Regions from separate parts of the Sus scrofa genome. Here region 1 is linked to region 2. The links are chromatin contacts, called in public HiChIP or PLAC-seq maps. All regions are on one chromosome and are shown on one strand. The core of a region is the stretch at or near the end of the contact, and the rest is flanking DNA. Distances in the headings are between cores, read along the strand shown.

Region 1 (5,904 bases), core at 93-2,592, 240 kb after region 2:
GGGCTGGGATGGGAAAAGAAAATGACTGCCTAACGGAAATGGATTTTCTTTTTGGGTGATGAAAACATTCTGGCATTAGTGGTCATGGTCGCGCAACTCTGTGAATAAACAAAAAATCCGCTGGATTATACACTTTGCAAGTGTGGATTTCATGGCATTTTTCAATAAAGCTGTTATTTTGTTTGAAAGGTGGGAAATATAGTCCCGCAAGTCTTTTTTTCTCTTTTATCTCTAAATCATAATCTGAGGGATTCTAATCTAGGGCCAGAAGCTCATCGTCCGGCCTCTGAATTAGTTTTATGCCCACAGACAGGCCGCTACTGGGTGCCCGACTGAGCCCACCCAGGACAAAACCCAGCGGGTGGGCCAGTCGTTGCGGTGGAGCAGGGCGCGGTTACTAGGCAACAGCGGCCGCCCCGCCCCGCCCCGCCCCCCCAATTAACCAATCAGGCTCGCCCGCACGCAGCGGTGTACTCCCAAGTACGCCAGCCGGAGCTTGACCTCACGCACTCCGGGACCCAGAGAGCCCAGAACCGGCAGCCCCCGCCCCCACCGCTTTCGCTCAGCCAATCAGAAGGGAGAGTGATGCGCGTTCTGTGCGTGCGACCGCGGCCCCCGCGCCGGGGCTTTCCCGCCCCACCCCCACTCCGCGGGCCCTGCCCGTGGGGAGCCGGTTCCGGGCCCCGTCGGGCGGGCGGGGAAGGGGGCTGCAGCCGCGCGCTTCGGAGGGCAACCTACCCTCCGCCACGCCCGCGAGTAGAGAGTTCCAAGCAAAGCACCCGCTCTTAATGGCGGCTGCGGCAGGGGCGGGGTACGCACCTGAGGTCCCCGCCGGCGGGCAGCGCCCTGCCGGTCGCGGGGTCCGAGGGCTGGGCCACCCGGGAGTGGCGGGGGGCCGAGGGCGGCGGCCGTGACCGCGATGAGGCGAGGACGCTGCGTGTGGGTGGCGGCCGAAGCCCTGCGCTCCACTATCCCTCCTTTTTCTCTTTCTTTTCCCTTTTTTTTTTTTTTTTTTTTTTTTTTGGCTTCCTGGAAGGCAGCCTTGACTCGTGTGTCCGCAGCGCCCCAAGTGGGAGTTGCCGTTTCCGGTGCCATGAAATCCAGTTCGCTGCACAGTTTGCTGGAAGGCTCTCAGTCCCCTTCTGCTCTAGGCCAGCCGTGCTCATCCATCCCCGGCCTTTGATGAGTGGCTGCAGGTGTCTGGTCTCACGCCGTGATACCGCCCTCAAACATGGACATACTCTCTTGCTGTTATTTAATATGATACTCATTAAATTGCAGTTTGTAGCTTTAAAGCGGTGAGGTCACAATTCCAGTGATCGGTGAATCTGCCTTAAAGCCCTGGAGTTATTTGTTAACTGACCTTTTGATGGGGTCATTGGCATTGCCAACCAATCATGAGCTGTCCATCAGGTGGTGCTGGCGTTCCAGCAAACAGTTGAATATGACTATAGTGTTATCTAATCAAACTTAAGTTACAGATTTATTTTAAATATACCAAAAGGAGAATAAGATAATAGAAATATTTACCTGTTGCTCAGATTTAACGTAGTGTGCCTTACTTCTTTTTCAGCCATGCTCGCAGCTAGCAGAAGTTTCTGGGCCGGGGATCCAACCCCTACCATAGGAGTAATCAGAGCCACAGCAGTGACAACGTGGGGACCCTTAACCCTCTGAACCACCTGGGAACTCAGTGTATATTTGAGTTGATACATTGTTTGAACTCATAGGCAGCAGCACTGATTGTAACTCATGTCTGAAAGGAAGCGTAGCTAACACTAGTATTTTCTACATAAGGCACATCATAGCCTTCTTGCGCTTAGAAACACAGGTAGCACTTAAGTACTATATTTGATGACCATTTTAAACAGCAAAATCACACACACACACACACACGCATGGAAGCACAAAATGTGGAAAATGAACATTAAATAGACCCAGAACAGGATACTCGTTTCCTATGTTAGACCTGAAACGAGTGTCACCTCATTCTACTTCAGCTGGGAACATGTAGGGCAGGCAGAACAACTTGTTTTTGCCACTGCTGTGTCTGCAAGATCGGGGAAAGGAAGGTGAGTATTGCTTTTTAAATTTACCTATAAATTATAGTGAGTAGGTGAATTCACAAATATGAAATTAGCAAATAATAAGGATTGACTTTTGTTGTTGCCCAAAACAATGGGAGTGTAAAACTCTCATACTTAAAAATGTAACCTGGAGGGGAGTTCCCATCGTGGCTCAGTGGTTAATGAATCCGACTAGGAACCATGGGGTTGTGGGTTTGATCCCTGGCCTTGCCCAGTGGGTTGGGGATCCGGTATCGCCGTGAGCTGTGGTGTAGGTTGCAGACATGGCTCAGGTCCCACGTGGCTGTGGCTCTGGCGTTGGCCGGTGGCTACAGCTCCGATTCGACCCCTAGCCTGGGACCCTCCATATGCTGTGGGAGCGGCCCGAGAAATGGCCAAAAAGACAAAAAAAAAAAAAAAAAAAGTAACCTGGAAACAATTTTCTTTCTTTTTTTTCTTTTTTGGCCACCCCATGGCATTTGGAATTCCCAGGCCAGGGATCATATCTGAACCACACCTGTAACCTACGCCGAAGCTGGGGCAACACTGGATGCCAGGCTTAACCCAGTATGCCAGGCTGGATATCTAACCTGCGTCCTGGCACTGCAGAGATGCTGCCGATCCCATTGTGCCACAGCGGAAACTCCTGGAAACAACTTTCTAATCTGCTTTAAAATCTTGTATAGGAAGAATTTTGGTGTTTTGAACCATTTGTTAAAAGTGTGAAAATACAGGCGTTCCTGTTGTGGCTCAGTAGAAACAAGTCGGACTAGTATTCACGAGGACATGGGTTCAATCTCTGGCCTCGCTCAGTGTGTCAGAAATCCGATGTTGTGGTGAGCTGTGGTGTATTTCACAGACCAGCCCCAGATCCTGTGTTGCAGTGGCTGGGGTGTAGGTCAGCAGCTGTAGCTCCAGTTTGACCCCTAGCCTGAGAATTTCCATATGCAGCTCTAAAAAGCAAAAAAAAAGAAAAAGAAAAAAGAAAAAGAAAAAACTGAAAATACACATTTTGTTATTGGTTTGAAAGAACGACTGATTGACAGCAAGAGTTGGGTATATGTACCACCTCTTCCTCTCTCTTGAATCCGTTCCATTAAACCCCCATAACTCCACTAAAGTCTTTTCCACGGTCACAAGGGACCACCACCTGGCGGCAGTCATTTTTCAGTCTGTGAATCACTTGATCGGCGTTTGACAGCCAGTCACCACATCCTCTTTGAAACACATCTGGATTTGTCAGATACCATTCCGGACTGCTGTTCTGCCTCTTCTTCTGACTGCTTTTCTTACTCTGTGGCAGGTCCTTCTTCCCACCCACCCCCAACCTTTCCATAGTGCCGTATCGGGATTTAGTCTTGGTCTCTTTCTCAGCTGCTCTCATTCCCTAGAAAACCTCATCCAGTCTTGGGGCCTTAAATCCCATGGGTAAGGGTTTTGACTGTCAAGTATGCCCATTTTCAGCCCAGCCAGGTCCCCCCACTCCCAGTCTGTATAAGCACCTGCCTGCTTTGAGATATTCACTTGGGGGATGAGTATGTGTCTCAAACAGAACATGTCCTGCCCTCTGCCCAGGTCCTCCTGCTTCTCAGTTAATGAAACTCTTCCCGTACCCAGGCCCCAGCCCTGGAAGCATCCGTTCCTTCTCCCGTGGCCCACAGGCATCAGACAATCCAGTCAGTTCCAGCGCTACCCAGACTCCGCCACTGTCTCACCACCACCACACTCGTCCAAGCCAACACCATCTCTGGCAGTACCTCCCACTCGATCGTCCTAATTCTGCCTTAATCCTCTTCAGGCTATTCTTAACACGGCAATCAGAAGAATTCTCTGATTTGTAACTCATTTCACTCCTCTGCTCAAAACTGTCCCTCTCACCCCATCCTGACTTACGCTTCTGGCCAAGATGAAGTAACACGTATTGGATTTATCCTCTTGCCTGATGTGGCTGAGAAACCAACAAGCAAAATACATGATGATGAGGAAAAATTATGAGCAAGTTTCTGGCACTGAATTTACCCATTTAAAAGAAATGGACAAAATCCTGGAAAGATACAACTTGCCAAAGCTTCCTCAAGGGAAATAGATAATTTGAATAGATCTATATCCTTTTTTTTTTTTTTTTTGTCTTTTTGCCATTTCTAGGGCCACTCCCGTGGCATATGGAGGTTCCCAGGCTAGGGGTCTCATCAGAGCTGTAGCTGCCGGCCTATGCCCAGAGCCATAGCAACACAGGATCCGAGCAGCGTCTGTGACCTACACCACAGCTCATGGCAACGCTGGATCGTTAACCCACTGAGCAAGGCCAGGGATCGAACCTGTAACCTCATGGTTCCTAGTCGGATTCATTAACCACTGAGCCACGACGGAAACTCCTGAATAGCTCTATATCTATTAAATAACTTGAAATTTAATTAAAAATCTTCCCATAAAGAAAATCCTAGGCCCAGATGGCTTCACTTGTAATTTCTACAAAATTTTAAGGTAAGAATAAATCTACACAAACTCTTGGCAAAAGTTCAAGAGAAGGAAATACATTCTAACTCATTGTCTGAGGACAGCGTTGCCATAATATTAAAACCAGACAGACATCACAAGAAAAGAAAGGCCCAGGCCAATATCCCTCATGAAGACAGATGTCAGTATTCTTTCTTTTTCCCTTTTTTTTTTTTTTTTTTTTGTCTTTTTGCATTTTCCATGGCTGCACCCTTGGCATATGGAGGTTCCCAGGCTAGGGGTCTAATCGGAGCTACAGCTGCTGGCTTACACCAGGGCCACAGCAACGCAGGATCCGAGCCACGTCTGCAACCTACACCACAGCTCACGGCAACACCGGATCCCCAACCCACTGGGCAAGGCCAGGGATCAAACCCACAACCCCATGGTTCCTAGTCGGATTCGTTAACCACTAAGCCACGACGGGAACTCCTCAGGTTACAGTATTCTTAATGAACTTTTTTTTCCCAAGATAAAAGGAATATATGTAAATACAAAGACTTGTACACAAATGTTCTGAATGGCTTTATTCATAGTATCTGAATGCAGAAAAAAGGCCAGATGTCAGTCCAGAGGTGGGTCATTAGACAAATTATGGCACATTGGTGTGATGGAATAGTCCTCAGCAGTTAAAAAAAAAAAAAAAAAAGAAAAGTGAATTATGAGTCCCTGGAATCTCCAAATCATCCTGCTTAGTTAATGAAGACACACACAGAAGAGCCCATATTCTATGATCATTCATGTGTATACTTTTAGGAAGTGCACACTATTTCAGAATGGCAGAAAACATGTCAGTTTCCCAGCACCAGGGTGGAGAAAGGGATCGACCACAGCAGACAAGAGGATGCTTTCGGTGTGGAAGGAGTTAGGCTGTATCTCAATTGCGACGGTGCTCACACAAGTGAGTACGTGTTTCAGAATTCATCAAACTATATAGTTTAAAGGAAGGCAGTTTATTTTACGTAAATTAGGGAGTTCCCGTCGTGGCACAGTGGTTAACGAATCCGACTAGGAACCATGAGGTTGCGGGTTTGGTCCCTGCCCTTGCTCAGTGGGTTAAGGATCTGTCGTTGCCGTGAGCTGTGGTGTAGGTTGCAGATGTGGCTTGGATCCCGCGTTGCTGTGGCTCTGGCATAGGCCGGTGGCTACGGCTCCGATTCGACCCCTAGCTTGGGAACCTCCATATGCCGCAGGAGCGGCCCTAAAAAGACCAAAAAAAAAAAAAAAAAAAAAAGAAAGAAAAGGAAAAAGGAAAACTAAAAGAAAAATTTACCCACAAGCAAGCAGAGGGATGAAGGCAGCAGATGGCAGAAGGCACTGGTACTACGTGAGTCTACCACGT
Region 2 (5,730 bases), core at 2,569-5,068:
GCCCTGGACCTGACCGCTCTCTCTGGCCCTCACCCGGCACTGGGGCAGGGTTGTCCATGCGGGGGCGTGGGTCTGGGGTTCGGGGAGACGCTGGCCCTGCGTGGGGTGGGCAGACACGTCTGCCTGCCCCACCCATGAGCTAGTCCCTCCCCTCCCATCAGATGCTCGCAGTGCCCCCCGGGCAAGGGCTGGGGGAGGAAAAGACCTGACCTCCCTGCTCCGAAGATGCCGAGCAGACCACCAGGTTCCCGGGGCAGACAGATGCTAAGCTAATCTCTGCTCACATCACATGCCTGGGCCACAGCCCTGTGCGGTGTGGGTGTTACCCACAGTATGTAGACAAGGAAAATGAGGGTCCGAGGCCAACTGACTCTGCAGTCTCACAGCTGGTGCGTGGAGACCCCACCTCCGAAGCCCCACTGGTTCTGCCACGTGGCTGGTTTTTTCCGTCCCGCTCAAGAGCAAAACCTCATTAGCAGCACATGCCTAATGGTTTTTTTCTGATTTCAAAATAGTAGCTTTCAAATCCAAGTCCAGGAGTTCCCTGGTGGTGTAGCAGGTTGAGGATCCAACACTGTCACTGCTGTGGCTTCAGTCACTGTTGTGGTGCGGGTTCAAGCCCCAGCCCAGCAACTTCCGCTAGCCACAGGTGCAGCCAAAAAGAAAAAAAAAATTCCCGGAGTTCCTGTCGTGGCTCAGTAGAAACAAATCTTGATTAGTAACCATGAGGTTGCAGGTTCAATCCCTGGCCTCGCTCAGTGGTTAAGGATCCAGTGTTGCCATGAGCTGTGGTATAGGTCGCAGACACGACTCAGCTCCCACGTGGCTGTGGCTGTGGTGTAGGCCGGCAGCTGTAGCTCCGCCTCATCCCTAGCCCGGGAACCTCCATATGCCACGCATGCAGCCCTAAAAACCAAAAAATAAAAATAAAAAAATTTTTAAATTCCTGAGTCCAAATGTGGAGGATATTGGAACACAGTTGGAAATGATTTTAGGATGTCTTTATCCTTGAACCCCTTCCTGGAAAACTCCAAAGCTCAGGCTTTGCCTTTGTCCCTGTCTCCATGCTCACAGGGGGTCCCCAGCCCCTCCCACAGTCTAGACAGAACAGCTCTCCTGACAGCTGCTTTAGAGCTTGAGGCCCAGAGGGGCTCAGTTTCTAGAGGTTTCTGAGCCACTCCCCAGTCCCTCCGGCCCCCGAAACTGGTCTGCATGGTTAGCCCTCGGGACACAGGGGGAACCAGTCAGAAGGCTCCAGCCCAGGCCCCATGGCCACTGCGACCTGAGTGACTTTGGACAGGTCCCATCCCCTCTCTGGGCCCTGCGCAGCCTCACAATAGACAGCGTCGGAGGAGCCCTTCAGAAAGCAGCGCTGCGTGTTCTGGAGCGCCCTCCGTGTCACCTGGAGTCCTAACCCGGACGCCCTGTCCCCCTCTCTCTAGCAATGGCCAATGTACATGGTGGACTACGCCGGCCTGAACGTGCAGCTCCCGGGACCTCTGAACTACTAGACCTCAGTGCTGAATCAGGACCTCACTCAGAAAGACTAAAGGAAATGTAATTTATGTACAAAGTGTATATTCGGATATGTATCAATGCCTTTTAGTTTTTCCAATGATTTTTACACTATATTCCTGCCACCAAGGCCTTTTTAAATAAGTAAAAAAAAAAAAAAAAAAACAAACCGAACGCCTTTGTTCTTAACTGTTGTGTGTTCTCTTTCGGACTCTGGCTGCTGCCGCCGTCACTGGAACAAGGTTGGGAGACTCAGCTCAGGTGGCCTGCCCGGGCGCTCCTTCCTTGCCAAAGCAGAGGCGGTGGCCCTGACCGCTGGGCCCTGGGTACAGGCTCCATTCACGTCTCTACTCTGGGGGTCACATGGCCTCAGGATGGGGCAGCGCGGAAGGCAAAGTGCCAGGCCAGCCGCCTGGCCTCAGGGAGCACGTGGTAGGGTGGGGCCACCTGGTCTTGGTCCCAGTAACTCAGGTGAAGTCAAAAATATTACGCATGCTAAGTACGGAATCTCCATAGCTGAAGGGATGGCATCCTGGAGAAGGGGCTTGGGCTTGGGCCTGGAGGGGTCGTTGGGGTTTTGCTGGAGCTCAGGGTATTTAAGCAGAGTGATGGGGCTCAGCTGCCTCTCAGAAGGACCACTTTGGTGGCAGGAGGAAAGGATGGGACCAGAAGCAGAAAGGCCTGGCATTCGTCCGGGTCTGGCACACTGTGGCCCCTCACTCAGTTCCAGTGGGGGAGACAGGTATGGGGGCCGAGTGTCCTGACGAGGAAGGGCAAGACTCCCTGGGAGCACAGGGCAGGGCGACTCTACTTACTGCAGAGTCAGGAAATGGTCCTTGTAGTTAAGACTTGCAGGTCACCTTAGGAGTTGGCAGGACAGGAGTTCCCGTTGTGGCTCAGCAGGTTAAGAACCGGACAGAGTGTCCGCGAGGATGTGGGTTCAGTCCCTGGCCTCGCTCAGTGGGTTGAGGATCCGGTGTTGCTGTGGCTGTGGTGTAGACCACAGCTGCAGCTCCAATTTGACCCCTGGCCCAGGAACTTCCATAAGCTGCACATGCGGCCATAGAAAGACAAGAAAACAAGGAGCTGGCAGGACACAGTGGGGAGGACTGGGGCAGGACGGTGTTCTGAGGGAGCTGCACATGACTGAACCTGGGCCTCCAGGAACGAGAAGGAGTCGCTGGAGCAGAAGGACGTGCAGACAGCGGCTAGAGGTGAGGTGGAGAGGCAGGTCGGGGCAGTCAGCAGACTGTGCCCTGCACAGGGTGTAGCACTGAAGGGGTGAACGGGGTCGGGGCACAAATGCAGCCCGGGTCCTGCCGGCCCAGCCTTGTGCTCTGGAACTGAGTTGCATCCTTACTCTCACAGGTCCTGGTGGAAGAGCTCGTGGGCCGGGCAGAGGGGCTGGGGGATGGGGGCGAGAGCCACAGCACAGAGTAGCAAGGGTGACCCTTGGCCAGATCTGCATTGTGGAAGGAGCTGTCTTCCTGCCGAAAGGTGACTGACGGCAGAGGAGAGAGAAAGCTGCAGGCCGCGTGGGAGGCTCTTGACGCTGTGCTAGCAGAGCCGGCGGTGGTTTGGGCCAGGTGGAGGATAACAAGGAGGTCAGCCAACAGGACTTGGAGGTCAGCTGGATGCCAGTGCTGGGGCTGGGAGCAGTCAGGGTGACGGTGGGGTCCAGCCAAGGCCCCAGCAGGAGGCCACACTGCTTGGAGGAACTGAGTCCTGAGTCAGCGAAGTACACGATCCAAATAGTCCAGCAGCTTCTGCCAGCCCTCCAGGTCAGCTCGGTGCCCAGAGATGGGAGGCGAGGCCCTGTCCCAGCCTTCCAGACTCTGCTTCCCACTGGAAAGATGCCAGCCAGAAACCACAGACTTGGCCTGCCACACCCACCCCTTCCTTCTCTCTGCTAGTACCACCACCTCCTGCCCACATCCCAGTAGCCCAGGATCTGTCAGGGCTCTCCATGGCATTCTCAGGCCCCTGGCCCTGAGCCCAGCCAGTCTTTAATCTCTAGGATCAGGGGAGGGGCGACCCCCTGAGTTGACCACCGCCCTCAAGGCATAAGCCGCCTAGGAGATCAAGGGCAGCATTGCAGCTGCCACCTTGCTTTCCTCCCCCCTCCCCTGGCACCCAGCCTTCCCCCATCTTATCCTGTTTCTCCCTGGATTAACCCCCACCCCCACCCCCCCGCCCCGCAGCAGAGTGCCGTGCCAACGCCTCAGCCCTCCGGGTCCGTCTCGCTCCTCTGCCTGTCATCCCGCTGCTCCTTCCTCTTTCTTCCCCACGCAGCCACCAAACAGCGAGCGACTGCAGCCTGGGCACCGGCCTGGCCGCGGCCGCCCTGGGGCTTGTGCCCACCTGGCGCCCCCGCCGCCCGGCTGGCGCCTCCGGGTTGTCTAGACCGGCCCGGGCGTCCCCGCCCCCGCGCTCAGATCTGCGGCCAGAGCCGGAAGTGGCTCCTGCACTGCACGAGACGGTGCCCGGCGGCGGCGGCTGCGCGGAGAGGCGGGGACCCCCCGGGGCCTGGGGACCGGCGTGCGAACCCCGAATCTCCGCGGACTGTAGAGCCTCTGCATCTGTCATCCTCGGACGCGTGCACATAGGTGGGTTGGTGCAGCCAAACCCTCGCGCCTTGGTCCTGACCTCATTCCATAAAAGCCTGAGGGATCCCCCCCTCTCCCTAGTCAAAGCTTTTGAACCAAGAGGTAGCCTGTGTCTGTTTCCTCTCCGGTCCAGGGAGCCCTGGACTTTGGGAGGGGTGTCTGGGCTGAATACGGAGGTTGTACGCGGCCACCGCTGGCCACCCATCCCTCCCTCGACTTTCCCCCTCGCCCCCACTGCCTGCTTGCGTGGCCCACGCTGTGCCCTCCCAGCGCCCCCAGATCCCCTGGGCTGCCTTCCTAAGTATGTCTTCCCCAGCACACCCTGCCTTCTGCACAAGAGCCCAGATGCTGTTTATGCAACCTCTCCAGAATCTCAGTGTACTGTACTTTTTAAAGTGATGTGATTCAAAGCACTCATTCTTTAATTAAACTTCATTTAGCTGCCATCTGTCTGGGTTCAAAATTGGCTTCGTGTTTTGCAACTCTAAATGAGAATTGTTATTGGATTTGTAAACACATGCACCCAAAAGAAAAAAAAAATCACAAAACACTTTCAAAAGTAATAAATGAGGAATGTGCAGAAGGAATGTTAGGAGCTGCATCTTAAACGTTCTAATTGCCGGGGAATGTATTCTGGTGGGTACATAATCATTTTATATACAAATCTTTGTATAGAAATCTGGTATCAATGAAAAGATCAAGATTATAGAAAATGCCAGAATTATATTTGACTGAAAACAGTAATAAAGCAATAATCAGAGCCGGGACAAAGCGAGGGTGAGGCGGGGGGTGGGGGGGCAGCAGCTCTGGAGCACCTGTTCCCCTGCAGGGAGCCTCCCTCACCTGCCCAGCTGCCTCCCTGCCCCTGAGCTCTACTGGCAGGGGCTTCACAACAACCCTTTCAGATATAGATACACATAGACAGGTGCATTTTAAAAGCATCAAAGCTTTGTTGAGGGTCGTCTGCTGACCTCCAGAGTACAGGGTCTCCTCCCTCCCACGTGGTCCAGGCAAAGAAGGAGAAAGAAAAGATGGAAATGGATGTTAGTGCCTCTTTTAACCCTCAGGCAGTGCCTTTGTGACAGGTGAATGTGCTTTGGGGAAATGGGACTAAGGATTTTCGGAAACTAGGCACGAAGACAGAGGGGGAGCAGGGCTGTTGGCTGGTGGTCTCTGGAGGGGCAGTTCTTGTTGGCAGCGTTTCTGGGGTGATGGAGGTTGGAGGATGCAGAAGTGGGAATATGGGTGGAAGTTGAGGTGTGGATTCAAACAAGATCCCAACATCCCCCAAGACTCTCTGTGTGGTTTGGCCTCTGTCTCGTGCTTCCCTGATCTCATCTCCTGGGCGGGCCGTCTCCACCTTTCTGCCTCATGCGGTTGGGGGTCCTTTCATTTCCTCAAAACAGTCTCCCGTTCTTCCCAACTCACATGGCGGCGCCTTCTTGTTTTACCTTTCCCTGAAATGTCCCCTCATCAGAGGCATCTCCAGACCACTCAGTTGAAAGCAGATGCCCTCCTCCTCATAACTTTAAAATTTCATTTCCTTTTTAAAAAATCATGTTTAGGAGTCCCCTTGTGGCTCAGTGGGTTACGCATCCGGCATTGTTAC

What was found. HiChIP or PLAC-seq counts read pairs in DNA pulled down with a chosen protein or histone mark.
Region 1: a contact with region 2 is called in an H3K27ac HiChIP or PLAC-seq map of skeletal muscle, with 2.4 times the contacts expected there. The contact joins the promoter of LOC100620992 here to the promoter of GTF2I in region 2. A contact is called at or near these places in 2 of 2 datasets of contacts at active chromatin or transcription factors (alveolar macrophages and skeletal muscle).

What each region holds. Positions count from the first base shown.
Region 1 is chr3:11,897,114-11,903,017 of Sscrofa11.1, forward strand. LOC100620992 (general transcription factor II-I repeat domain-containing protein 2) reads right to left here and starts at 1,343. Exons shown (of 14, transcript XM_013995562.1): 1 at 820-1,343.
Region 2 is chr3:11,653,110-11,658,839 of Sscrofa11.1, forward strand. It overlaps GTF2I (general transcription factor II-I), which reads left to right and starts at 3,819. Exons shown (of 33, transcript XM_021086344.1): 1 at 3,819-4,121. GTF2IRD1 (general transcription factor II-I repeat domain-containing protein 1) reads left to right here. Exons shown (of 26, transcript XM_021086345.1): 26 at 1-673. The coding sequence ends at 143.